Regions from separate parts of the Mus musculus genome. Here regions 1, 3, 4 and 5 are each linked to region 2. Evidence: chromatin contacts called from public Hi-C and HiChIP or PLAC-seq data. All regions are on one chromosome and are shown on one strand. The core of a region is the stretch at or near the end of the contact, and the rest is flanking DNA. Distances in the headings are between cores, read along the strand shown.

Evidence for each region. Hi-C and Micro-C count contacts between places; a contact is called where the count stands out from the background. HiChIP or PLAC-seq counts read pairs in DNA pulled down with a chosen protein or histone mark.
Region 1: an H3K27ac HiChIP or PLAC-seq map of heart atrium shows a contact between it and region 2, with 8 read pairs. The contact joins two enhancer-like sites. A contact is called at or near these places in 4 of 484 Hi-C or Micro-C datasets (the C3H10T1/2 cell line, MC3T3-E1-derived osteoblasts, embryonic fibroblasts and 1 more) and 2 of 115 datasets of contacts at active chromatin or transcription factors (heart atrium and neural progenitor cells).
Region 3: a contact with region 2 is called in a Hi-C map of the C2C12 cell line, with 1.9 times the contacts expected there. The contact joins two enhancer-like sites. A contact is called at or near these places in 1 of 15 datasets of contacts at CTCF or cohesin (the NIH/3T3 cell line), 2 of 484 Hi-C or Micro-C datasets (both in the C2C12 cell line) and 4 of 115 datasets of contacts at active chromatin or transcription factors (the NIH/3T3 cell line, astrocytes, neural progenitor cells and 1 more).
Region 4: a contact with region 2 is called in a Hi-C map of uterus, with 4 times the contacts expected there. The contact joins two enhancer-like sites. A contact is called at or near these places in 3 of 484 Hi-C or Micro-C datasets (bone marrow-derived macrophages and uterus) and 3 of 115 datasets of contacts at active chromatin or transcription factors (embryonic stem cells, neural progenitor cells and oligodendrocyte precursor cells).
Region 5: a contact with region 2 is called in an H3K27ac HiChIP or PLAC-seq map of heart atrium, with 8 read pairs. The contact joins two enhancer-like sites. A contact is called at or near these places in 1 of 15 datasets of contacts at CTCF or cohesin (the NIH/3T3 cell line) and 2 of 115 datasets of contacts at active chromatin or transcription factors (fibro-adipogenic progenitors and heart atrium).

What each region holds. Positions count from the first base shown.
Region 1 is chr13:102,622,054-102,627,637 of GRCm38.p6, forward strand. No RefSeq gene overlaps it. Among named protein-coding and RNA genes, the nearest start is that of Gm29927, 32 kb to the left of the region's middle. Within about 2 kb of position 3,663, at least 134 of the 459 cell types and tissues checked have an H3K27ac peak or open chromatin away from gene starts, as enhancers often do. A contact at or near this core is called in the C3H10T1/2 cell line, heart atrium and uterus, where this site is marked.
Region 2 is chr13:102,228,517-102,234,564 of GRCm38.p6, forward strand. No RefSeq gene overlaps it. Among named protein-coding and RNA genes, the nearest start is that of Gm36703, 120 kb to the right of the region's middle. Within about 2 kb of position 4,190, at least 83 of the 459 cell types and tissues checked have an H3K27ac peak or open chromatin away from gene starts, as enhancers often do. A contact at or near this core is called in the C2C12 cell line, the C3H10T1/2 cell line, the NIH/3T3 cell line and 3 more, where this site is marked.
Region 3 is chr13:102,569,689-102,575,019 of GRCm38.p6, forward strand. The region is part of intron 1 of Gm29927 (a long non-coding RNA gene); the gene reads right to left. Among named protein-coding and RNA genes, the nearest start is that of Gm29927, 20 kb to the right of the region's middle. Within about 2 kb of position 3,838, at least 145 of the 459 cell types and tissues checked have an H3K27ac peak or open chromatin away from gene starts, as enhancers often do. A contact at or near this core is called in the C2C12 cell line and the NIH/3T3 cell line, where this site is marked.
Region 4 is chr13:101,808,178-101,813,927 of GRCm38.p6, forward strand. No RefSeq gene overlaps it. Among named protein-coding and RNA genes, the nearest start is that of Pik3r1, 43 kb to the left of the region's middle. Within about 2 kb of position 3,969, at least 107 of the 459 cell types and tissues checked have an H3K27ac peak or open chromatin away from gene starts, as enhancers often do. A contact at or near this core is called in oligodendrocyte precursor cells and uterus, where this site is marked.
Region 5 is chr13:102,592,806-102,598,230 of GRCm38.p6, forward strand. No RefSeq gene overlaps it. Among named protein-coding and RNA genes, the nearest start is that of Gm29927, 3.2 kb to the left of the region's middle. Within about 2 kb of position 3,031, at least 25 of the 459 cell types and tissues checked have an H3K27ac peak or open chromatin away from gene starts, as enhancers often do. A contact at or near this core is called in heart atrium, where this site is marked.

The DNA of each region.
Region 1 (5,584 bases), core at 2,413-4,912, 390 kb after region 2:
CAGTCAGATCATTCATAAGTCACATCTCTCTACATCCCGAGAGTCACATGAAGAAAGTACCTGCCTCTGTCACTTGCTCCAGACAGGGGAAGGGTTACCTTAACAGTCAAACTGCCTGTGTCCCCAGACTCTTGCGTTAACCCTCTACAGGTTCAAAGACCATCAAAAGTGTTGACTCACTCAGCCAAGCAATTTTCCAAGGGATCTAACACCCTCTCCTGGACTCTGGATACCTGTCCCCGTGTACACATTCACACACACTAAAACACTAAACACTTTAGAGAAGAAATGGTACATAAATATACCATTAGTTTTCACCAAAAGGATGACACCTGCTTCAGTTTGTCTACAATTGAATTTACTGGAACTTGAGACTTCTGGTGCTAAAACTGGAACAATACCTGGCAAATTAGGTCTATTGTTTATAGTAGTAGCAATAACACTCCTAAATTCCATCACCTTGACATGATGTATAATGGTTATCTCGGTGTCTCTGAGTCTATTGTTTATAGTAGTAGCAATAACACTCCTAAATTCCATCACCTTGACATGATGTATAATGGTTATCTCGGTGTCTCTGAGTCAGGAATTTGGATACAGCTTAGACAGACCTCTGTTCCACACTGCCACCACCCCTAAAGCTGCAGTTAGGGTTTCAGAGAGGGCTGAAGTCTCAACCAATGGATGAAGATATTTGGTTTTCTGGTTCACTCATGAGTTTGCTTGCAAGACTCAGTTCCCCAAAGGCTATTGGGACATTGGAACAGAGGTTCCCGTTACTTGCTGCCCTCTATCCTTGCCACAGCAACTTGTCCATCAAACCGCAATATCATTTTATAAAAGACAGGAGTCACAAGGTTTGGTAACTTGACCAAAGAGGCAGAACACCTTCAACGCTACCATAGTGAATTGATTGGGAAGACTAGAGTGAAAGAAATAAAGCATTCTAACTACAAGAAGACTGTAAGACAAGAGACAGAATACTGGTCGCATACAATGCCAGTACCTATAGATCAGCATCTGGAACACCTGGACCAATCTGAGAATCTGACATATCCTTGTCTTGGCATTCACATCGTCTCAAACTCACAGCCTTCCACCACCATCTTTTCCCCTTCTGCAGAACAAAGGCTAACCTGGCTAAAGTGTTCCCTCTTCTTGGTTCAAGTCTCTATCCACAGCTTCCTTGGCCAATGTGATGCTTTCTATATGCTTAGCCCAGGGAATAGCACTCTTTGGAGGTGTGGCTTTGTTGGAGTAGGTGTGTCACTGTGGGAGTGGACTTTAATACACTAGTCCTAGCTGCCTGGAAGCCAGTATTTTGCTAGCAGCCTTCAGATGAAAATGAGAAACTCTTAGCTCTGCCTGCACCATGCCTGCCTGGATGCTGCCATGTTCCCACCTTGATGATAATGGACTGAACCTCTGAACCTGTAAACCAGCCCCAGTTAAACGTCCTTATGAGTGTTGCCTTAGTCATGGTGTCTGTTCACAGCAGTAAAACCCTAAGACAGACAGAGACACTCTCATAAAATGACCACACTCAGGGAAGCCCAACGCATGACAACTTCAGGAGGAAAATATGGCTCGAGTGTTTTTATTGTTATTATCTTGTGGGGAGGTGTTTTCCTACATGTATGTCATTCACTACATTTGTGTCTGGTGTCCAGCAAGGCAGGAAGAGAGCATAAAATCACCTAAAACTACAGTTAAAGATGGTATTGACCCACCATGCAGGTGCCGGGAATTGAACCCAGGTCCTCAGCAAGAGCAGCAAGAGGTCTGAACCACTGAGCCATCTCTCCAGCCCCTCATGGTTCACTTGTATTTCCTCCCAGGTCAGATCCAACTTCACCAGCCCAGGATTATTTTCAGTCATCACCCACGCAATTTGGATTCTTCTCTTTAAGAGGTTGTGAGGATAACTGAGCTCACCAAGCAACCAGTGGTTAAATTATCCTGCAGCAGAAAAGATTGCCTCACCCTGTGCTCATTCTTCCTTCTACATCTTTGGAGGACGTAGCCTCTTCTGTTCTCTAGAAAATCGCTGCCATGGTGGTAGAACTGCCATGGAGCCTTGAGTTAGCTCTCTGGGAAGACGTTGGGGAAGAAGGAAACTCCAAACCTAACTTCAGCCCATCACCTTGCTATTCCAAAGCTTTAAAGATAAAACTGGTGTTGTTTTTTGCTTTTTGGCTTTGTTTGTAGTTTGTTTGTTTGTTTTAAATAATAGGTCTATGAATTAATACTCTGGGGAACAAAGTGCCCAGGACTACTTAGGCAGAGAATAATTGTTACCTATTTAAAGTGCCCCACAGATCCAGAGGGCAAAACAAAAAGTGATCTTTCAGGCCACATTGTCCCTGTCATTGGGCTAATGCCATGTTTAAGACAGCTGGCTTTATAAACTCAGATAGGCCTCTCTGGCTGAGATCTAGTCCCACATAGGTGGAACGGTCTCCCTTAGACCTATTTCCTTCTCAAACTGTAAGCCTGAAGGCCCATTTGCTCTCTGTCCCTTTTCACATGTTACCAGCCTTTCTTCTCCTAGGGTTTATGCCCCGCCCCCAATGTAGGAGGACAGTTTAGGGTCTGTAATGATCAAAGGCAAAGTTAAGGTTGAGCATCTATTTTTTTAGCCATCAGATGACTCCCTAGGGAGAGTGAAGGCCCCAGGAAACATCTGCTGTTTCACAGAAAGGATGCCTGGCTCTTTCCTCACTCCTTGGAATTCTGAAAAGGTCTTCATCTGATCTCTCAGTTCAGTGGCTACCATGCCATGAGGGGTGTGTTTGGTAGGGGGTGAGGGTGGGGAACACTCATTCTGCACACAAGGACTTTCAGTTTTCTAGAAGCCAAACTTGTTTGCCTTTGAAGAAGGGATGTCTCTCCCATCTTTCTACCGAAGACTTGGGAGTTTATTTATTTATTTATTTATTTATTTATAGGGCTCTGTGTTAGCCTCTTCATGGGTAACCCTCCCTTCACAGTTTGAGGACTGTCACCAGCCCAGGAGAGGAAGATCAGCTCTTCCTCCCCTGGGGAGTTCAAACTTTTCCTTGATGTTTCTGGTGATATATCAGTCAATTGTCCCAAGAGCCAACCAAAGACGGGCTAGGGGAGAGACCGACACACCAGCCTCTGTGAACAGAGAAGATCTGGAGGGTCATTCTTGAATGGGTTGCTGTAAGGGAGGAGATGAAATATGGGGCAATGTCTCAGAAGGCCAAGAGGCAGAGCTAGGGAAAGGCGGCAGATGTTGTCGAGGCTCCTCTTTCAAGTTCCTGTGCACTCGGAATCTGCAGATGTATGTTGGCAGGGCTACAGTCAGAGTGAATTGGGAGGCAGGGGTTCACACATCTGGAAAGCATTTGCAGAGGGCAGAGTTCAGAAGTGCTCTGCCTCTGCTGCCTGCAGAGCAGCCTGTCCAAGCAGACTGACTCGGAGTGGAGGACTGGCTGGAGACACTGGGGTCTCGGTCTAAGTGGAAGATCTACCTAAGCCAGTAGGTTCTCCTCACTATCATATCAACCCCATAGGAAAGCTGAAATGATCATAAGATGAGAGTGAGTCTGGGGAAAGACTGGAGTAGAGAAGAGAATGCTCCCTAACTGTGAGAAGTCTGGCTTCCAGTCAAGAAACAAAATGTACTTGGACTGAATCCAGTGCATGAGTTAACTTGAGAGCAAAGAACACCATTCAGGGGAGGGGAAGAAAGGCCACTCCACTGCATAGGAACACCCAGCGGTTGTGCTCACGCCACACTGGCTTTTCCCAGAAGTCTCTGTACATTTCGCCTTCATTTGTTTCAAGAATGCAAAAGACACTCTTTAGCTGGGGAAAATTAATTACTCTCTTTGAAGGATTTATGGGGTTCTGCGGAGCAGAAAGAGAGAGAGAAAGACCCCCAAAGCCTGGGTTATCACCCCATTGCCCCTCAGCCTCTTGCTGTCCAACATGAGATGTGGGTCTGCTTCCCAGAAAGGCCACCTCGGCCTGGGGGCTTAGCTCCCCTCAGGGGAAAAGTTTCAGGGTGAAGTCATGTCCCAGTGCAAAGGTCCTGCCATCCCCATCAGTACAAATGATCCAGTGCACAGCTGTTCATGGTGCTTAGCTGGGGGCCTCGTGTCCCTGTGTTTAGTGATGTGACCCCCTCAAGGTGTGATAATGACTTAAAGATGCTGGGGCTTAAGCACATTGGTCGCTGTGATCCTGATCCTTGGAAGAATCAGAATCCATCTGGAGAGAGAGCATGGCAAATATAAAGAGAATGAGTTATAAAACACAGCACAAAACACGATGTATACCATGTCAGGAAATAAAACAAGTCTAGGCAAATGTCCTCAGACTCCCCCAAGCCTGCTGACCTTCTAGATTGATGAGTGTCTCACATCCCATAGTTGCCCAAACCAGTAACCTATGGCGTATCTCCCCCTTCACCACCAGCTCATCCTCTATGGCCACTGGATACTACTGTTACGATATCCTTAGCATCTCTTCATGGGGCTGTCCTCACTTCAACCCATTACCCTCAGTGTGCCTACCTAGAATCAATGCAGCTGAGAACCCAATTCCCAGTTGGCCACTCTGCTCTCAACCTTATCCCACTAAATTGGTTTTCTGGTGTGTCTTTCTGAATTTAAATATGAACATGTCACACTATTCTAAAAAAAAACACACCACACGATCCTCTGACTTTGAGGACAAACATCAGCTCCTTGGTATGACAGACAAAATCCTTGTGATCTGGTTCTTATCACTTTCCTCACTTTGACTTGGGCTGCTCTGGTAAGTGTTCAAAAACAAGATGCTCAGGCAGACCACCACTGTGTCCTGGAAAACCTGGCCAGCCCTCCCACCTCCCAGCAAGAGTTAACTTTACATTTCCTGATTATTCCACATTCCTTGTTCATCTGGTCCTTTGCACATCTTTATCTCTCTAACACAAATGACCCTGTTCCTATTTCCTCCAAACCTAGACATCCTTCAAGCCCAAGCTGGTCCAGAGACAACTGGGAGAAATGCCCGGTGTTTCAAGGGGATTAAGGTTCAAGAGAAGAAGCAATCAAAAAAAGGTGTGTCTTCCATTGCAAACACTAGCAAGCGTTTGCTGAAAGGACCCTGATATAGACGTCTCTTGTGAGACTAGGCCAGGGCCTAGCAAACACATAAGTGGATGCTCACAGTCAGCTATTGGATGGAGCACAGGGCCCCCAATGGAGGAGCTAGAGAAAGTATACAAGGAGCTAAAGAGATCTGCAACCCTGTAGGTGCAACAACATTATGAACTAACCAGTACCCTGGAGCTCTTGACTCTAGCTGCATATGTATCAAAAGATGGCCTAGTCGGCCATCACTGGAAAGAGAGGCCCATTGGACACGCAAACTTTATATGCCCCAGTACAGGGGAACACCAGGGCCAAAAAGTGGGAATGGGTGGGTAGGGGAGTGGGGGGGGGAGGGTATGGGTGACTTTTGGGATAGCATTGGAAATGTAATTGAGGAAAATACGTAATAAAAAATATTTTTAAAAATAAATAAATAAATAAATAGGTGTGTCTTATTTAGACAAGCTGAATTCTAT
Region 2 (6,048 bases), core at 2,940-5,439:
GTGTGTGCATATATAATATATGTATGCATTAGTAAGATTATACAGTAGTAAGTTTCCATATGGCATTTTCAAAGGTTTTCAGTCATCCTTCCCCATATTCTAGCCTCCAATCTGCCCTTCTATCCCCACCCCATTTAAACTTTCTTGTTTCAGAATGTGAGGGCAATCTCACTGCAATATCTGTAGTCCCATTGATCACTGTGGTTGATTCTGCAGATCTAGATGCCTAGGAAGTTCTCCTCTTCCTCCTTCACTGCTCCACGTGCACCTCTCCAGAAGTTGTAGACTTGGTCAGACAAGATGACCTTCCTCAATAGAGGAGAACCAGTCTTCCAGCAGGGGTGGACCAGTAGCTGTACCTCCTCCCTAGAACCTCCAAACAAGCCCTTAAGTTTTTATATTTTAATATATTAATGGTTATGACTCATTTTTTTATTTTAATGGACCTGAGCTTTATTGAGTGTGATATCCTTAGACAAATTCATCACTTTCTTTATATGTTTAATAAATGTAGCTTTTCATAAGTTAAGTTTTAATAAACATGGAGCTTAACTACTATAGCAACACACTTCCCAACTTGCTCCCTTTTTTTCTTTTCTTGTGTTGAATTAAGCAATTATACTTTTTCACATATGCAGAAATCTTCTGCAGGGAATAATATTGCAACTTACTTTGCCAATAACATTTATGTTGCAGCCATATGACAGGAAGTAATTTTAGTATATTTCCATAGGAATTGAGTTCATTTCTCTAAGGTTTCCACTGCATACATTGAATACACACGTAAGGATTCTATTGAAACTGAATGGTAGGGATGACGCTGAGACATACTTTTACACTATGTTCCTAATGCCATCTTCTTTTAAACTGTCCCTTTCATGGAGGAGATAATACAGGGATAGGGAAAGATGAAGGTAAAGGCAGATCATAAAATAAAGCATTCTTTTTCCACCTCTTAAAACATTTAAATATGAAGCAATGGTTTTCTAAGGAAGGTGGTGGTGTCACAGTGACTTAACTGGTTTATTGAAGTGCTCAGTAAAAATCATGGTCTTCCTACAGCCTTGGTAAATGACCGTGGAGCATCTAGACATGGACAGAGACATGTGCAAATGAAAACTGGAATAGTGCCAGTTGCCCCGAGTTAGGCTTAGAAAGTCACCATCTGAACCCTGGGGGAAAGATACCTTGATCAGTTTGTAACCAGTAGAAACTGGTCTAGTCCAATTTTGCAATACAGTTTGTAATTTAAAACCAATTGCGTTATCAACATTACTGCATTATACAAGTGACAGCCATTGTTAATCAGTTTGCACCCACACCTTCTACAACCTCTCAACAGAACATTCCAGAAACTCCTTCAAGTCAAGTAGAGTCAGCATGCGAGATGCCATTATTCTTCAGTCTATGCCCTAAATGATTGTTCAACACCTGCAATAGGTAATAGTAAGAAACCTAAGAGGATTTGTCAAGCCCTATGGGGCTTCCAAACTGTTTACTGACAAATGCCTTAATGCCCTCTTTGTGGCACCAGACCACTAAGATGACTGAGAAACTCCAAGAAGTGATTTCTATGAAACAACCCACACTTGAGTTTTAGTTGTAACTTGTTCATTCTTGAGACATGACATTGAGGTCTTTTAACATGAGCGACACTTGACAAAGGTGATGAAGAACACATTTAAGCTGTTTAGAGAAGAACAACTTCTGGAAAGCTTTCAGAGCAGTCTTCTGACTTAGTGTACCTTGTCACAGTGAAGACACTCAGAATTACCTCATGCCAGGACTTAGGAACACCCTGCCAGAAAAAAAACACTCTGTTAGGTTTTTTGACAAAGAATGCATAGATTTTTTTTATCTGAAATTTATGCATAATATTTGCATAGACGTATAGTATTATACACACTAATGATCAAATCAGGCTATCCAGTCTTTGCAGCTTTTTAAATATATTATCTTATTAAATATATTGAGAAGCTTAAATTCTCTTCTAGTCTTTTCAAATGTATAGCAAATGTTGCAGACTATGCCATACACTGACTGCTCATATCCAACAGAAGAAAGTTTGGAAAAATGCAGTTTATTTTTATTATTTATTTATTTATTTATTTGTCACTCTCCTGATAAATGTAAAACAAATATTCAATGTAAAAAAAAAACCCTCCAAAATAGAGGAAGAAAGTAAGTAGTGTTTTTTTGCATATCTATTTTAAATCAAAATAGTGTTTGCCCGAGTGACCCACTGTTACAGCCATTTCCTACTGTGGGGCCCATTTTTGCTTGTTGACTATAAAGTTTTTCTTTGAATTCTAGAAGTTTCTTTCTCATCAAACTGAATTATTCAAACTCTAAAACCATAAAAGCACAAACATGGACATTATTCTTAAAAGGGTTTGTTTTTTTTAACTTTCCATGAAAAACAAAGATAAATTCTTTTGTTTGGAATGTGGCCTGGAAACTTGAATCAGAACTAAGGAAATATCCAGATTTATCAGTCTGCAATGTTCTTTGCAGTGTCAGGGTCTTTGGTTGATTTTTTTTCTTTAGTTGCATATCTCTGCCCGATTCTCTCCTCTGCCTGTCCAGCTTCATCCATCCTACAATAAAATGGAATATTGTTTTAGGAATTTGTTGACTCAGAATTGCATCATCTAGCGCTAAGTGACAGCACAGAGCCTTCTTATCATTGGTTCTGACACAGATCATATTAGCTGCCGCTCTAGGTCAGAGTGGTTGCCACTGAGAATTCAGAGGTGGAGGATGAATAGCTTGTCTTCCTTGGCTTGTGGTATGAGTCCAGTCCGCATGACTGGCTTGCCTGCAGAGGATGGGATGTGAATTGTGTTTTCTGACGTCAATGAACCGCTCCCATGCTCTAGTGGAGAAGCATCTGGAAAGTTTCGTGCTTTCCTGTGCAATGTTGCTCAGGACTTGGTCCTTTCCCTCCACACAGTGAGAAAGAACTGTCTGCTACCTAGGCTTTGTGGGAGAGCTGACTTTTCTAGGTGGACCATGTTCTCATTAGTGTAGAGCTAGGAACTGTTTCATTTTAATTAAAGGTAATCCAGAACTGATGCACTTTCTAAGGAAGCAATGTGTCAATAAAACAACTTAGAAGGAGTAGAATGAGTGTCTCCCCTTGGCAATTGGAGAGCAGAGGCAGCAAACTGTGTGACCAGTGCAGCAGGTAGGACACTCCCACTAAGTTCTTCTTGCTGGTGTTTGGGTTTTGCTTTTTCCTTCTCACCAAAAACAAAGGAGGAATCTTTTGGGTAATATTTCCATGAGAGGCTCCAAAACCGTGAAATCCCAGATTCTAAAGAAAGAGCTGCCTACCTCCTACAGTTATGGTGACCCCCTAAAGTTTTTATCAGCCCCTTCTGGAAAGGCATCAAGTCCACCCACCTTGTTAAATAACTATTTATCTCCCTACTTGCGGTCTGTAATTATCATTCCATTTCTGGGGAACCAGGACTACATCCAGCTACAGACCCAGTTCAAAGTGAGGAGGAGGAGGAGGAGGAGGAGGAGGAGGAGGAGGAGGAGGAGGAGGAGGAACATAAAACTGCCCTATCTGGTTTGTCTTCCTTCCTTCCTTCCTTCCTTCCTTCCTTCCTTCCTTCCTTCCTTCCTTCCTTCCTTTCTTTCTTTCTTTCTTTCTTTTTTCTTTCTTTCCTTCTCTCTCTCTCTCTCTCTCTCTCTCTCTCTCTCTCTCTCTCTCTCTTTTTCTTTTCTTTCTTTTTTTTCCAGTAAGCAATGAAGGAACTAAGAGCGTACACACATTCTTCTTGTCTTGGATCAACAAAGGAGTCATGCCAAATGTCAGATTAAATATTCCGCAGCTGAAGTGTTTGCACAACTTTTTGGTGGCTACCATTTAAAGAAACAAAACCAGCGATGGGCCTTTAAAAAAAAAATCACCCTTCCTTTGACATGCTCACAGTGTTCTGCCAGCAGTTGCTCCAAGCTGGAAGGCCAGGCCCTGCATATCTTGTCAATGGACCATGTGTGCCAGCTGGCAAGCATAGACTTGGGTATCCGTTCCTACAGGGGCATGAAGCCCCACTGTGTGCCTCACAGGCCACAACTGTATTGCTGTCTTCTTTCACCCATGACTGTGTTGGCTGAGGAGCTGGCCATTTAAATACAGAAGGAATTTCCTGATTCTTCAAGTATCTGTCATGTTTCAACAATGAGGTTGCACTCTCTGAGCTGCGTGTCTTTTCAGTTTGGGTTGGCTCTGTGGGACTGCTGGGGAAACCAGAGACAGATCTTTTATTGAAACAAAATAATAAGTCTGAACAAATCAGCCTTGTTATCTTTGGCTCTGGTGAGAGGTATATTCTTTTCAGCTTTATATTTCTACAGGATTGCTCAAGAGGCAATGTTTCCCCTTGCCAGGTTATGTGAGGGACAGAAGAGAACAGAAGGAGCCGGAATGCTTGGAGAAATGAGCGTTTTCCTGCATTTTCCAAATTACCTTTCCTTCTAGTCTGAGGCAGTCAGTGTTCCTCCCTCATTTCTCTTATAAGAAAAGAGAAGGGCAGGGCATCTCTCACCTGGCCAACATTGCGTGGTGGCAGTGTAGCTGTGAAGAATGACATTGGCCACTCACTCTCTATGATTTCAGGCAAGTTACTTCACCCCTCCACTCTAATTTAACTCCTTTACAAGAATGGAAATGGCAACAGGAATTGTTTGCTGATATTGACATAGAATCTGGAGTGTGTGAAGTGAGCTTAGGAGTAAAAGACAAGCCAGGTCAACTTCCAGCGACCGTGTAGACTGAAACCAAATGCCAGTCTTCTCTCAGCAGATACTGAGGGCTCTTCACTCTTCCGGAAGTCACTATCTTTCCCTGCATCCTCCATGGCAAGGTTGGAGGCAAGCAGAGACTCCAAAGAGATGTAGTTGTGTGTTCTTTTATTTCAATGTGCTTTTCCGGACTAGAGAGATGGCTCAGTTGTTAAGGATGCTTAGTCCATCACAGAGTACAGAGTTCAGTTCTCCGTACCTACCTAGGATGGCTTACACTACCAGAAAATTTAAATATATGCGATGCGATGTTCTCTTTAGCCTCCCTGGGTACCTGGAGACATGTGGTGCATATAACTTCACACCTACACACAGATAAATACATAAATAAATAAAATTACTTTTCCATGGAGATGAACTAGACCTGAAGCTCTAGCTCAGATCATAACAACTGCAAAAGCAACTGCCTCTGTGTACCAAGTAGAGGGAGTCTCCCAGGCTATGGAGACACATCTGGGATCTGTCCTATCATTCCCAGGTAAGCACTCTAGATTTAGAACAGAACGCACAAAGTTGTCAGGAGACGTATTTACTTGTGACAGTTGATGTCTGGTCTATTCCAGCTTGACTGTTTATGATAACGGGTACCAATCATCACAGGGGCTGCCAGTAGGATCCTTCAAAACACCACACAGGTGCTTCCCACATGGCAGGCTCTGTAGTCATCCTTGGATCCAAAGATGAGTCAGAAACAACCCTTTCTTCCCAAATGAGGCTTTATAATACAGAGAGATTTCTGCCGTTGTGTTTCAATTCTATATCCTCTAGAATCCATTCAGAATAAAGGTTTTTTTCATACATCCTTATTACTAGGCACATAATCAGACAGTTTTGAAGGTTTGGAATGAGGGTTCTATAATTTCCATCATCAATCCCCAGCAAGGAAGCAAAACCAAAAAGGAAGAGAGAGGCTTAAAATACAGCCACTGAGTTAGTCACTTGAGGTTGCCCTTCTCCAAGTCCTGCTAAGGTATGGGGGCTGAAGTTGTTCCACCTGACCCCACAAAATTTCAAGAAGAGCTGAATACCGGTTACAGCTTTGCCAAAGACAAGCTATGGGATCTTAGCTAAAATCTCCCATCTTGCCTTGGCCATATGTTTACCTGGAAAATGGAGAAGATGAAGACTATTCAAGCTATAGGTGCATCATCCAAACATGAAAAGAGTAATGTCCACAGGAGTCTCTTTTGTGCACTAAAAGCATACTTACTTACGTTGCTTCTCTTATGTTTA
Region 3 (5,331 bases), core at 2,588-5,087, 340 kb after region 2:
ATTGTCACCATCACCATAGACCTACAAACTCCTATTCTACTACAAAGAACCCTGAGTTTTCACTGAATGACATGGACTTTGGCCATGCTCTCAGAATATCACGCAAACCAATGTTTGTCAAGCAAATAAAGGCGTGTGCTTAAGGGACATAAGTTTGTTAATGGTCACAATTTTCTCATAGATCTGATATCTGCTGTCATATCCAATGGGATCCATGAACAGACATACTAGTGACAAGTCTTTGGTGTCACTGAGAAGTCATATAACCATACTTCCAGTTCCTCATACATGAGATTACAAAAGTTATCTGCTTGGAAGTAATTTCTAATAACTTTTATTGGATTGTGATACAAGAAGAGGTATCAAAATGCCTCTATAAAGCTATGTACACTCTGAGGTGATTAAAGAATACCCTAATGATGGATAATTTATCAGAACGTTCATTCCTTGTGCAATAAAGACATGAATCATTAGATTTAAGACCTCATGATGGATAGGACAATGAGAAATTGACTTAAAGCAGATTAAAATATAGCTGAAAATATGAATAACCTAAGGTACAGCCTGAACAAGATATGGTGTAAACAGATCCACAGGAGGCTACAGAAATCAGTAGCAAACAAACAAATCCAGACACCTGCTGTTTCATCTCTAAGAACACTGAACCCCTTCCACATATCCAAAAACATTTTCATGTTCTTCATTGATTGAGCCCTGATCGATAAGACTTTATTCAATGATTCATTTTCTGGCTTAATTCTTGCACTTTGTCAAGTAGCCACAGCTATGACTTCACCACCATAAGTAGGTTGCTTAAATGGATTATGAATGATGTAACTCTGGTGACATGACAAACCCAGAACACAAACCAAGACCTCAAGACAAAAGGCATGTAACAGTATATTTTCATCTTGTCACCTTGTGTTTAGATGACAAGCTTCATGGAAAAAAATACCAGATGTTCTAAGTGGAAAATTCATTGATTGAATCTATCCTCAGCATTGAAAAATGCATAACATGAAGATAAACACACTAGCCTGTGCCTTAACCAAAGACCATTTGAAACTTACTTATGTATGTAACAAATATTTATCAGTGATTGAGAGAATAGATTTTCCACATGTGTAACATGACATTTTATGGCTTAGAATTTCCAACAACCACTTACTACTCACTCTCCCAGTGCCGTGACATGTAACAGTGTGGATCTAATATTTTAGGAACTATTATTCCTGCTGCTAAAAGCTGAACACTTAAAAGCAGATGCCCCACCTCTACCACTTTACAGCATGTGTCACCACTAATAAAATCACTACTAAGGAACCTTTAAATGCTAAGTTCTCTTTCCTTTATTATTCTGCCTTCTGAGTTGCCTCTTTTACCTTGTCACAAAATTTCATTTGGATTATGAATTTCAACAAATGCATGGATAATTATAGAACTTGGGATGCAGACACAGTTGGATCTTTTGAGTCTGAGGCTAGACTGGTCTTCAGAATGAGTTCCAGAACAGCCAGGTCTACACACAGACAATCACTGTCTCAAAAAAGAAAGAAAGAAAAGAAGAAGAGGAGGAAAAGGAAGAGGAGGAGGAAGAGGAAGAGGAGGAAGAGGAGGAGGAGGAGGAGGAGGAGGAGGAAGAGGAGGAGGAGGAGGAGGAGGAGGAGAAGAAGAAGAAGAAGAAGAAGAAGAAGAAGAAGAAGAAGAAGAAGAAGAAGAAGAAGAAGAAGAAGAAGAAGAAGAAGAAAAGGAAGTTGTTGTCTAAGTCCCAGTCCAGTCCATTCAGGGAGCGGGTCTTAGCCTCTACACTGGAAGAGTCACATTTTCTGTTGTTGTCATAGCAGAAGTTATTTCATGTTGCTAAAACTCAGGGATGTGGCAGCTTAGCCCAGTCCTTGTCAACTTCCAGTGGAAGTTCTATTCCCTCCCTCCAATGACATAGGACATCCCAACAACTCTCTGTGCTTCTTATTTACTTCATGAAAAGCCAGAAGGGGCTGTGGTGTGCCACACACAACCAGACCATAGACAAACAAACTCCTCTTTCACAAAGAGAATCCTCTGTGCTAGCCAGATGGACCCAACTTTACCCAGGGAGACAAGCCAAGTTAAGGGCTGGGTTGCTGAGTGAACTTTCTCTGAGGCCTCAGTCACTCATCATCATGACTGAACATTCTGGGGTGCTTGGGGTGAGGTTGTGGTCCTCTCAGTAAAAAGTCCATTTATCCATTATCTCTCTCCTTCTCTCTCTCTCTCCCTGAATCCCCATCTTCATGTTCCCCAAATATTATACCTTCTCTGTAAAGTGCAAAGCATTTCTTTCCATGTGGCCCTCTGTCTCCAATATCATGAAGCTAATTGTATTCAGGTAAAACCATTCTCCCTTCATTACTCTTTTCCAGGAGAAGACTTCTACTGAGAGATAGCTATCCAACTGTCTACACAGTATATTAAGAATGTCAAATAAAGGAATCTCTCACCAAAACCATCCAGTCCCCTCTTTCCAGATATGTTATTCTTAATTCCTACATTGCATTCCATTAAGAAACCTGTAGATATATATATGAAAAGAAGCTGGATCAGGCCATGGGGTGTAAAGCCAAGGACAGAAATGATTGTATATTTCCTAGTCATTACATCTACATAGATTCATTGGCAGAAAGCCTGTTCCTGATGGATTGGATATAACTCAACTAAACCACCACTGATGAAAGTTCAACACTTGCTACATACAGGTCGCTGTGCCTGCTGATGGGAAGAAAAGAAAGCAGAGTGCTATGCCTCTACCCATAGACACACACTGGGACCTTATTATGACTTGTCTTGTTTCCTTTCTAATTGTAAATTATATTATAAAACCCTATGGGTTTCAAATATTATCATGAATTTCACTGTGCCTCACTCTGGGCACATTTTAAAATATCTAAATAGCTTTTATAAAGTTTTTTTTGCTATGTACAAAATATCTTCAGTAAATATATCATATGCAACATTACTTTCCATTTACTTAATGTAACATTCCAATAATTTTATATAGTAGTAATTTTATTTATCGTTGGACTCCAGGGTACCTATGGAAGGTAATAACTTCCTGCTTATTCAGCTAAAGACTTTGTTTTCTCTTTAACTGAGACTGCACAGCAGATGCAACCCCCGGTTAATGAGAAGCCAGAATTTACTTGAATATTACAGGTCATTAGTTGGGTGATTGTCTCACTATTACAGACTATTAAGAGGTTCTTTCTGTTTTCCTTCCTTTCTTTAGTTATCAACTCTATTCCTTAGAGCAACTATGTAGCTTTAGTTCTACTGTGGCAGATCCCTGCTAGAAAGACAACAACCAAGCAGTTAGTGGCTGTGTGTCCCTCTAGCCCATTAGAGCTGATCCTTTAAAGTTCTGTGTGGGAACTGGCTTGTTTGTGCTTCTATGTCCTCTGTTGTGTTCAAGGGTAACTGTTTCTCTGTGTAACGTTTCACATACTGCGTTTCCTTCTGTCTAAAACATTGCTCTAATTCTTAAAATTAGAAGTGACTTTTTCTGAAAGCTAGGAGAAGCAGCAGCTTAGCATGGTGGGGCATATGGCTTCTGACAGCCTTCTGACAAAGGGCACAGGCTCTGATCACAGGGCACAGGTCCCAAGAGGAAGTAGGAGGGATCAGGGGAATGTTACACCAGGCCAGCCCTACTTTTCTGCACAGAAAACCACAGACCTCCACACAAGAAAGGGAAATTCCCCAACCTCTGTGCCAGTTTCCAAACCATAGAAGATGGCCAGCCATTCTACACAAGCTGCAGTTTTCAACGGCCTTTTCAAGCATGCCTCACAGCTCTTGAATAAATCAGATCATCCTCAATTCCCAAAGAAAGTGGCTGAGTCACAGAGGCTTGGCAAGGTGGCTGGGGAAAGTCCCTTAGTGGGGGAGCTGAAGGCAGAAGGCAGAGCTCCCAACTCCTTGTCCTGGACAAGGGGAAAGAGGCCACCCTGCCTCTTTATTATGTCCATCAGGGAACAGAAAACCAATTGTGACCCCCTAAGTCTCACAAAAGAGCAGTTCACTGCACTGCCAACAGTGGGCTCTGAATAAACGAAGCCTTGTGCTAAAAGTCTGCTGATCACAGTGCTCTGCTCCAAAGCCCAGAGCACCCTGACAGGATGGCCAGGCCGCAACAACTCAATTGCCTGGTTGGTGGGCAGTCCGCTAGTGCACGGCTTGCCAGGGAAGGGGGAGTCAGTAGGTCAGCCATTGAGGCCATGTTCTAGAAGAAGATGGAAACAAAGCATGCAGAAAGCCTTTTCTTGTGAGCGAGTTAACCCTTGCTTCTGAGTCACATATTTGGACTCGTTGGAGGCTTACAAGCAATGTTGGCACACCTGCTGACATAGGCTCAAGAGGTTGAACATATTTTGTCTTAACATGCATGTAGGTTTGGGGCTATACTAATGATGCCCATGAGACCATGAACTGGACAAGGAATTCCCAGGAATATTCTAAAAAAAAAAAAAAAAAGCCAAGAACTCAGCTCTTAAATGCTCTCAAGTCTGTATTTTACCTCAAACAATATAAGGAGAAGGAAGCAGACACATTAAGATAAATTGCCCAAATTGGCTAAATTTCACTGTAATAACAACTCTAAAACCATAGTAACCAAGCAATTCTTATTTCTTATCATCTGTTGATAGAATGGCTCTGTTTATAAGAGTCAAATCCCCATTTTACATATTCTCAAGAGAGAAGGGACAGCTCTGCAGGGTCTCTCGCTGACATAAAATAATACAACTTTTAAGAGTGACACATGTCATTTTGCTCAAAATCCATTGGCCAAATCTACTTGTATTGTCCTTTTCAATCTTTTTTATTAGATATTTTCTTTATTTACATTTCAAATGTTGTCCCCCTTCCTGGTCTCCCTCCAAAATCCCCCCTTATCCCCTCTTCCCTCCCCCTGCTCACCAACCCACCCATTCCCACTTCCTGGCCCTGGCATTCCCCTATACTGGGGCATAGAGCCTTCACAGAACCAAGAGGCTCTCCTAGCATTGATGACCGAGTAGGCCATCCTCTGCTACATATGCAGCTGGAGCCATGAGTCCTACCATGTGTACTCTTTGGTTGGTGGTTTAGTCCCAGGGAGCTCTGGGGGTACTGATTAGTTCAAATTGTTGTTCCTCTTATGAAGCTATAAACCCCTTCAACTTCTTGGGTCCTTTCTCTAGCTCCTTCATTGGGGACCCTGTTCTCAGTCCAATGGATGGCTGTGAGCATCTCCTTCTGTATTTGTCAGGCACTGGCAGAGCCTCTCAGGGAACAGTTATATCAGTCACCTGTCAG
Region 4 (5,750 bases), core at 2,719-5,218, 420 kb before region 2:
ACTAGCTCAAACTTTGCCTTTCATTTAAACCAAAGATTCTGAATCTGTGGGTCTCAACCCCCTTGGGAGGTCTAATGACCATTTCACAGGGGTCACATCAGATATTTATGTTACAATGTATGACAGCAACAAAATCACAGGTATGAAGAAGCAACGAAATAATTTTATGGTTGGGGGTCAACACAACATGAGGAACTGTATTAAAGGGTCATAGCATTAGGAAGGTTAAAAACCATTGTTTTAAACAAACACTATCCCACTAGACATAGCTGCTTCTGTCTTTTTTCTGAGTCTTCATAGCTCTTAATACATCATGCCTTTTTTTTTTTTTAAAGATTTTAGAACACTCCTTGACCAGCAATTAGCAAAGGAACTTAGGTCTACAATCACAAGGAACTGAATCTATCCCAGCCATGTGAGCTTGGGATGTGATCGCAGTTCCAGACGAGAGCGCAGCTTGCCTGACATGTTAGCTTTAGCACTGCGAGATCCTAAGAAGAGCCGAGACTCGTGCTATATTTCTGACCTCAGAGCTAAAAATCAATGCTGGATCCTCCTTCATCTTCTGTGGTAACTGGTTATACCATTACACCACCTGCCTTGTCTAGTGAACTTCATCCTCTCCTCCAGAGTGAGGGCTGTTTCATTTGTCAACCAACACCTCTGAGAAAAGGGCTTTATGTGGAGCAGTGGTCTCTCTCCTGTGTGCTGAATAAGAACAAGGGAGCAGATGAGCTGCCTCTAGCAGTCCTGTGCAGGCAGTTAGAGTTTAAGAGCCAATGCCTTTGAGCTGTTTCAGTTAAGGATTCTTCAAGCTCCCACTTGGTGCTCAGCACAAGGCAGGTGTCAAGTTCCCCCTAGAAGATGGTTTTAACTGTCTGGCTCTCCATGTTTGCCTTCTCACCACACACAGCAAGCGGTTCCCGATGTTACAGAGACAGAGACCCCAGGTATCATCCTGCTACACATAGGAGATGATGGAGCAATAAAAACAGTAGACGGGGCAAAAAAAATCCCAGAATTTATTGCTGTGGTTTGAAGGGTTTACATCCTCCTAAAATGCACAGGTTAAAAATCTTCACCCAACTGAGTCTTCGGGAGATTGACTCATGAACGTTGAGTCCTCACAAAAGAGACATAAATAAATACATAAATAAATAAATAAAACCTTTGTCTTATTTTGCCCTGTGAGGGAACAGTGATATTCCCTCTGTGGACTAGGAAAAGGGCCTTAACCAGAACCTAAATCTATCAGTATTTGTCTTCTTTGACTATCCATCTAAGGCTTCTAGAACTGTGAGACACAAATTCTCCTATTTATATGTCACTATTCCATCTATGATAGTTTAAAAAAAATATCAGTCAAAACAGACTAAGATACTTATTTTGAGGGACAACTTTGTTTTGGTACATTTCATTTGTGTGTGTGTGTGTTTGAGAATGCATGTGCCCACGAATGTGTTCATGTACTCACTCATACATGGTATTACCTCTGAACTTCATGAGATCTGTAAGTGTAGATGGCCGTATTGTGTTATTCAGCCTTGTTAAATAATCCCCATACCGACCAGGCTGACTTATTTTTTTTCCTCGTGGGTCAAAAAAGGATCATCTCAGCCTCCTCCGGAAGCAAGGAGACATGTTTGAATTTTCAAGATTCTTCTCTTAATATCATCAACTTTGGTTTTAAAAGGGGGTCAAAACCTTTTTGGCTCTGAAAAAGTTCAGGCACTAACAGCCCCAACCAGAAAAGTCTCAGGCTAAAAGCCTTGACATTTGACTATTTGGGCCGTCATGGACTGACTATGAATGCCAAGTGATTAAATGCTTAAACTCTGCTTTGTAGTCCCACCCCAGTGGAGAGCGGCTTGAATGATGTAAGAGCAAGTATCACTAGAATGGATGAAGACCTGAGGGAGCAACAGCTAGTGGCTTCCTGTTGGCCACCCTGTTTTAACCCTGGAAAACAAACACATTTGTTAACTAATTTTGGTCCCCTCTTCAAACAGAGACACATTCAGAGGAAGACCTCTTACTTGTCCAAATAATGAGAATTTAACAGGAAGATAAAACCATTGTCTTTTCTTTTTATTTTCTTTTTTCTTTTTTAATGATTTACTTATTATTATATATAAGTACACTGTAGCTGACTTCAGACACACCAGAAGAGGGCATCAGATCTCATTACGGGTAGTTGTGAGCCACCATGTGGTTGCTGGGATCTGAACCCAGGACCTTCGGTAGAGCAGTCTGTGCTCTTACCCACTGAGCCATCTCGCCAGCTCTGTCTTTTCTTATGGAACTTAAACTTTTCAGATTAAATAGGAGGCATTTCCTCTAGAGAATGCCATCCCAAGTTCAGTTTCAGAAACAACCACTATATGACCAGCACTGAAGAGAGGACGATTTTGTGATATTTAATAGCTCCAATGCTCTCCACCTCGGGTCCTATGTGCCCTTGTCAGTGACTGGGATAGGAGGATGGGTATAAAGAACATGTCCCACTTAGGGATCAGCCTGAGCAGGACAGGCGTGTTCCCCCAGAGCTCCCTCCAGTTTGCTTCCCTCTACCACGTTGTGCCTGCCCAAGAGTCTGGAATCCAACTTTGGCACCATCAAAGAAGGCTTGGAGTGAGATGGGCACCACTCTGCCAAGGGCCTCCAGACCCAGGTTCTGCCACAAGTGTTTTGTGCCCTGTTCTCCCACGGAGGTCACCCAACAAGACCAAGCCAGTCACTGAAGCTATGGCCAAAGGGTGTCTGGAGCTCTGCCCGGAGAGATCAAAGGGACTTTTCCAAAGAAGCACCCTGGAGCTCCCGGGAGACGTTTCAGCTGCGCCATGACTAGTGAGTTCTGAAGGCAAAGGACCTTTTCTAATCCACCAATAACCAAATAAATACATAAATCAAATAAAATGTAAAAACTCCATCTACTCTGCCGAAAGAAAGGCAGAAATCATCTCTCTACATGAAACAGCATTCTACAGGTCGTGCCATGAAGGGACAGATGAGAAAGTATTACAACAAATTTATAAGTGAGCTGAACGGTTAAACTGTAATAAACCATTGGCTATTACTTAATGCCAATTATTTATATTATTATATTTATATTACTATTTGTATCATCTTCTGGGTGCCTTCTATTATTTGTAAGAAGTTGTGACTTTCTTATTTATTTTAAAATAGACATTCGCTCTTGAGCCTAATTTAATATCCTTGCTCATAACAAAGGTGCCATGTTTTACCAGCTTTATGAAAACCTGGGTCTGCCCTCAAGAGAAAATAGATTTTAATGAACTGTACCAGATAGATAATAAATAAGAAATCACCGGCTCCAAGAGAAAACAATTCCTTTATCTGCTTAGAAACACAAAAACCAAAACCGAACCAAAGCAAAACAACTCTATTAAATTCTCATTCTTACTGGTCTTTACTGAAAAGCCAAACAAGGGTGCTCAAAGTACTTAACGTCTACCAAAGCTGCCTATCCCGACCTCGGTGGAAAAGGCAGGCCCAACCCCGTCTTCTAAATGGGAAGAAGGCCAGTTTGCCTGAGCCTGTTTTTTGGAAAGAAATTAAAAGATGGATAGCCCCTTGCCCTGATTGAAAACCATCTCATTTCATCAGTATATTTCTTTAGAAATGAGTTCCGAATTCAGAGGCAGCTGCTTCCAAACGTCTCTGTGAACCACACCAGCCAATGTTTTCCATTTCCTCGGGAGTGAACCGCAGGGCTGCAAGCCACGGAAGAGAACTGCCTGCCCATTTTGTTGCAACGAAACCAAAGAGCTCTTGATTTATCAGTACATTTGACACAGTCTTTATTGCGCTTACGGGGATGAGGGTTGAGGATGGGCAGTGGGAATAAAGGTTGTAAATCTTCTAAATGCAAGCCCTCTAAAGTAGGCCAATTGGTCAGCTGTGAACTTGGCAGCATCCTGAGGCATGTGTGCTGGGCAGCTTGGGAACACGATGTTCTGTTTCACTTCTGAGAGCAGAGGGAAGTGGGATAAAAGGAGGGCTCAGCCCAGGACAGAGAGGGCTCAGCCCAGGACAGAGAAGGCTCAGCACAGACGGGAGAAAGAAAGGGTGAGGGGCGAGGCTGGCGGGGATTTGGAGGGGGTACCAAGACAGAAGATCAGGGGAAAGAGAGATCTCACGGCAGCTAGAGAGACTGTGGTTCTGATGTTCGCTGAAACAACTTTCTAGAAGATTCGGAGTGCTTGTGTGACTGAAGGCTAAAGCTAACAACTGGCTTGTTTAATGTTAGAGACACGATGAGAGTTTTGCAAACCTCCTTGAGAATAACGATGACTTTATAAGCTGTGAGCTTTAAAGATGTGTGGCAAAAAAAAAAAAAAAAAAAAAAAAAAAAAAAGCATATTCAAAAGGGAAACCTGGGCTGCTTTACATCTTCTTTTCATAAGGACTCGCTTGGGGTTTCTCAAACCTAAATTTACATTTTATATTGTTTTAATAAATGTCTAGCTGTTTATGTGAAAAATGACACAATAAATAAAAATGATAAAGCCTTTTGACATATTAAGTGGTGACTCATTGCAAGCCATAGAAAGTAAATTACTTACTGGCTTCCCTTCCTCTCTCCCTCTTCAGAGTCCCCCTGTCCTTTCCTGTAATGGTCAGGAGAGAACTCAGACACAGTGGCCACAGTTCAAGAAAGACAAGGGCGACCGTAAACTATACCTTAACTTGTGGAACTTCTTCATGGGGCGAGAACAACTGCCTATACCTTCAGGTTTGTTTTTCCCAGTAATTTTGAATTGCATTGACACGATGTTCCATCAGGTAAAATCATTCACAATTGGCAGTATGCAATGAAGATGCTCATATATTTTTTTTCTTCAAGTATGCAAACAGCCAGCTTGAAAGAACAGAGGTTTACACGAGCGATCACTGTTTAGTTTTTCACGCACACTATTATTTAAAGGTATTAAGTAAATGAAATCCACCTCTTAAGGGATTTTTCTGTATTTACACATTATTTCCTCCATTAATTGACAGACTAAGCTTAATTGTAAAGACAAACCTGATTTTTACTCAGCTGTACCTCTTCTCTCCCCCCACCCCTCGCCCCCGTTACACCCCAAAAGAGAAAAACAAAAAGTCCCCTATTTATCAGTGTAAAAAGCACCTCAGATGCGGAGGCCAACAGACTCAGCTGGTCTTTGTAAAGGAGTTTATAGCTTTCAGCTGAGCTCTCTAAGTGAGCCTTCTCATTCTCAGCTGCTGGCTCTCTGCGAGCTCCCTGTGGCCTCTGACCTCATCTCCATGGAGACAGAGGTGGGAAGGGGGGAAAAAAAAAGAGAAGGAAACTTTTTAGGCAGCACTTCTAAGTCTCTGCTCCTCTGACAGTACTGACCACACACCAATAGTGGAGACTCTCAGTCAGTTCTTCAGGTTAAATGCTGAACAGGTAATTGATCTGAGGAGGAAAAAAAAAAGGCATTTGCAAAGATGGAAGCAAGCACCTGCCTGCCATACTGGAAGCCGGACGCCTTCTCATCGGTGTTCAAAGCGGAAGCTCAGAATAAAGGCAAAATGGCTGCTGACATTTAACAGCAGAAAGACGCTCCCGAAATCATTCAGAATGTGGCTTCTGGCTGAAAGCCATGAATATCAGGTGTGAGGACTTTGCAGTTTCTGTAATCTGTGGTGGCTAGTGTCTCTCCAGACCTCAAAAACTTTGAGATTTTAATTAGGAAAACTCTTTAAAGAAAAAAAAAAGACAA
Region 5 (5,425 bases), core at 1,781-4,280, 360 kb after region 2:
TCTCTCTCCCATCCCACATGTTCCAAGCCATCTGGCCTCTTCCCTTCTTTCTCTCTTCTCTCTCCTCTCTTTTTCTGTTCTTCTCTGTCCCCTTTCTGTCTCTTCCTCTACTCCCTTCCCATGTCCCTAATAAACTTCACTCTATACTATTCTATGGCTGATACCTCCAGTGGGCTGGGTGGATGCTTCAGCATAGGCCCAATAAGACACCCCCTCCCATCAGATCATATCACATTCTATAAAACATATCTCCACTGCCCCCACCCCATCGCTAAAGCCTCCTTTTTCTATGGATGTGCATATCATTGGAGGAAATTTTCACTCTTCTTGCTGAATATCTTGTGTCCAACATACAGAGAATTGAACATTGTCTGCTACTACTCAAGCCTATAGGAGCCAGAGATCAAAATGTTGAGAAATCTGGACAAGTAAACAAAAACGCTTTTATGTTTGCATGCAGGTTCTGATGGCAGCTGCCTGGACACTCAATGTGGTCCTCCCATTGATCCCTGTTAGTCTGCTCTAGATATGACCATGACCTTGTGGAGATGTCAACCATCAACCAGCCACATGGACAACACACTCCTCTACCACTGACTGGGCCTCTTTTTGAAGTGGTTTCATCTTATTCTCATTAGTGTTCCGCCGAGAACTCTGTCCTCTTTCCCCTCTCTCTGTTCAGAACACAGATTGCTGTTCTTTCCAAATCAGAGGCAAAGCCTTCCAAGTTGTCATGGAGCCAAGCCCCATCACTGGTCACACACCACTCTGCCACTAACTAATGTGTCCTCTTGAAATCCAGGCCCAACGGGTCAGCAATTATGTTGCAAAGGGCCCCTAGAAGCATTTGGGTGTGCTCCTGTAGGATTCAGAGCACGGACTGCGTGTTTATCAGTTGGCTAGGGGTGCTAACCAAATATTGCAATGTGCAGTGAATTTTTTGGATCCCTTCTCTTTTTTCACTTTGCAATAGGGAGTCCTTAGAGAGGCAAAGATTCTAGGAAAAAGTAGAACACCCGTTACATAAGTCTTTTTTTTAACCCAAGTACATAGGATGCTAATCGTTCCAAGACTAATCATTATCTAGCGTGCTTTGGTCATTCCTTAGTGCCAGTGGCAACACAGAGCAAGAGGAGGATCCTTGGATTGCTATCTGCGTGTGGGCCAACAAGGGAAGGCCATGTCAGACAACTTCCAGCACAGAAAGTCACCATCCTGAGCTATGACCATAACTTTCAGGCCCATTCCCTCCGAATACTCTCACCCATGGTTCCTCAGAACCGGAACCAGCATACACAGCATCTTCTGGGGTCCCTAAGGAGATGCATGTTAAGTTCCAGAGTCTGAGTTGGCGCTCAAGACCCAACTGAATCCAGAAAGCTAAAAGAAAATTATTCTTCCTCGCCATGTCAGAACAGCTCCATGCCCAGAAGTCTCTGATGTCATAAGAGTGTTCTTATACTTACACTTATGTTGTACCTGGACCATAGCCAGACAAGCAGCAGAACTGGTATGGTAGGAACTCATCCAGAAATGGAGGGGACAACCTGTGTGCTTCCTCTGCGTGCTTTCTTTGTTTCCCAGAACCACTTACCCTGCCCCGGGTGTGTGTGTGCATGTGAGAGCAGCACATACTATACCAATGCAGACATGCCCATCAAATGCATTGGCCAAAGCCAATCAGATTTCTTCCTCTACTTTTACCCACCTTATTTCCTGAGACAGGGCCTTTCCATAAATCAAAAGCTCACCAGTTTGGGCCAAGCTGGCTGGTCAGAGAACTCTCAGGATCTGTCTGTCTCCACCCCAGTGCTAAAGGGACAGGCATGCACAGTCATGCACAGCTTTTTTGTGTGCTTACTGGAGATTCAGACTCAGGTCCACCCTGTTTTCATAGAAAGCCATCTTACATACAAGCCACCTCCACAGGCTCCTGGCCTAGCTTCTCAAAGTCCCTTCCAAGCTGCCTGTGACACCTCCAATGAGTGTTTAAAAAATCTGCTTTCACTCATGCAGTTGTCTGCCCTTGTTTACAACCAGGCCTACTCCTTTCCCCTCCCCAACTTTGCCTGTGACTATCCTAGGATGGGGGCGACCACCTGCTTCTGTCCTTTCTCCTTCTAGATTGTTTACATACTTATCTGGGGACCTTTCCTTTTAATTTTAAGAGTTTGGTTTTTTTTTTACAATGGGAACAGGAAACGATTAAAACTGTTACATTCATATTCCCAGAAACATTTGTCATAATAACTGAAAGGCAGGAGCAACTCAGTGTCCATGAAATAGATGAATGGATAAATGATATGTGGCGCCTAATCCAATGGGGTTCTGCTTACCAGTGCTCAGTTCTGACACATGCTACAGGTTGTTGGGAACCATGTTGTGCTCAAAGTTAAGTAAGCCAATCACAAAAGGACAACTATTACATGACTTCACTTCCTGAGATACCCAGAAGGGTCAAAATCCAACCAACAAAGGATGGCTTCTTGGAAAGAGGAAATGAGAGGAGAGTTACTGGTTAGTAAGTACAGAGTCTAAGTTAGGAAGAGAGAAAGATCCAGAAACAGATGGCTGGATGGTAACGATGGTAGCACAATAATGTATATGTACTTTACCTAACTGGACTGATTGATTTCATGTTAAGTATAGATTACCACAACTTCAAAACATTTAAAATTTAATTTTGAACCAAAAGAAGAAGGAGGAGGAGGAGGAGCAGGAGGAGGAGGAGGAAGAAGAGCAGCTCCTGATTGAAGCCCATGTACTAAATGCAATAGAACTGAAACCCAAGGTTGGTTCTGACTTTGCAGATTGACCCCTCACCTACTCTATTGTACCTAAAATGCTCCCAAACTTCTAGTGGTTTGCAGAGGCCTGTGAGGCAGTGGCCTGACTCTGAGAGCCAGCGCATCCCCGGAGGCCCCACAAGATGTGATCTTTCCCACTTGTTTCTGCTGGGATGATAAGCACTCACCAAATGACACGCCGAGAAAGATTACATAAAAGCAATTTTCCACAGTGCTATTTCTAGACCTTGTATGAGTCATGTGTCACCTTCTGAAGCGATTGCATTGCTAATGAAGGCTCTCAATGCACAATACAGCAAGAACCCTGCAAAATCCTACTGGCAAGGGAAAGAAAGAAATTGGTGTTTCATTCTGGTGTCTTCATCCAGAAGGGTTAGAGGTAAACCAGATGGAAGAACCAGTCACTTATGCCAGGGCTACCTACCTCAGTGTGTGGAGAACACCCTCTGTCTCTCTGTCATACACAATGTTTCTAAGAGTTTACTGTGTCAGCTATAAGAAATACGATGATATATTTCTTTTTTTTTTCTTTTTCAGTGATGTATTTACTAAGGTAAGTCCAGCTCATGTGGTGTTTACAATGTGATTCTTGTGTATGAACAAAGACATTTAGAAAGGCCATTTTTATGGTACCTATAAATGCACTGTCCTAGTGTTGAAAAGATTCCAAAAGATCAGTTGGGCCCTAGTCCAAATCTTCTCATTGATGGCAGTTCACAGGACAGCCAGCTACCCAAGGACTTATGCAAATTAGCATATGCTGACCTTTCTACAGGCCTCCCATATAGAGCTAAGTAAGCATGCAGAGGAGATGACTCTGAAAAAATGATAAATTGTTACCCAAACAATAAGAACTCCAAATAGCGCCCTGTTTAAAAAGGAATAAAGAAACAGAAACATTCAGAGAATCAACCATTTGCCTGGGGTATCCCAGAGTGGCCCAGGGTAGCCCAGTGTAGCCCAGGTCTGGCTTCTGCTCATGTCCTGAAGATGTTGTCTCACCTACTCCTTTCTCACTCTTCACTCTGATCATTATTGTCATGGAGAGAACGTCCCTCCTGGAATCATGTCTGCCACCTATGTAAGCTATCCCTCATGCATTATCTTTACATGCAGTTCCTTGATTCTCAGAACAAGAGGCAACAGTAGACATTCAGTCAGGTCACTGAATGTGCCCAAGACCACATGCCTAATTAGTGACATGGCAAGTGGTAAATCTTTTTCTCTCTCATCATCCAGTGGCATGTAGGAATCAGACAGCATTTAATATTAATAAATAAATGGATTTTTATTTTCTATAGAACCAACCACTGTGGTTTTGGCTTAAAAGGTGGCCCAGGGGATATAAGTACAAACCATTCCTGGGATTAATGAGATCAGCATACAGGAGCAACAGGATCCAGGACTCTGAAGGAACATTTCTCTTCTTAGTACATACTATCCTTCTGATAACCTGTATGTCTTACATCGTCACACTTTGTGTAATTTGATATGACAGTCCTGACTGACTAGGTCTTGATCATACATTGGAAACATGGGTCTGTGTGTATGTACATGCATGTGTGTATGCACATGAGGATTGGGGAAGAAGAAATGGCGGCAGAGGCAAAAACATAAAGTTAGAAACAAGACATCACAAAGATCAAATGCAGTTGTCTTTGAAGTTCCTATGTTTCCAAGTTGTTCTGTGTTGAGGAGCATTGTGTTACAGAGGCAGGGAGAGATCCAGTAAGAAGAGCAAGTTCTCAGTCACTATTAGCAGCTCCAAAAACCCCACCTGTGTGCCCTCCCTCCCTCCTTCCCTCCCTCCCTCCAGGCTGCAATCACCTGCACAATGCTGTGCTGCTCCACCCACCTGTGAGTAGACGGTGCATAGAAAATCAGCTTACCATTGGATGAAACAGAAACAGGTGGCAATGGCAGAGGACACATGCAGGCTAGACTGTCCTTGGAGCCTTGGGCCTGGGCCCTTCTGAGCATCCTGACTGACGATAAGGCTCTGCTTATTTGCTTCCTAAAGTGTTGCCCATGACCAATAAAACTATTGAGCAGTCTCAGAGATCATGTGACAGTTTGGTGAAAACTCAGCATGAAAGCATTCAGTCTAATCACACCATAAGCTACACTCCAAGATCCTTTCCAACCTTCCATGTCTCAAACAGAGCAGAACTGTTGCTTTTTTTGCCTTCGCTCACCCAAAAATCATATGCAGCCTGGATGCTGGATCAGTCACGGTCTCTGCCAAAGGCTGACAGCATGCTATACAGCCTTAGCAAGGGCAGGCTTGGTACAGGCAGAGACAGGACAGGATCACCTATGACCTCATTTTTTCTTATCCCTGCCTAATCATCATCTTTTTGAGGTCATGAGGCCTGAAATCCTCAGAGTTGAAGTAACAAAAGTAAAGTTGTTCAACCCTAGCCAAAAGCAGATAGGTAGATGGGTAGATAGATGGTAGGTAGATAGATAGATAGATAGATAGATAGATAGACAGACAGATAGATTGAAAGCTGCCGTTCAAAGTCTCAGAAGGATCTAATTCAAAGAACTTATTATGTTTTCGAGTGTAGAGCAATGCCTGACACACAGATGTTCCAAAGGACTTTTTTCTTTGAAAG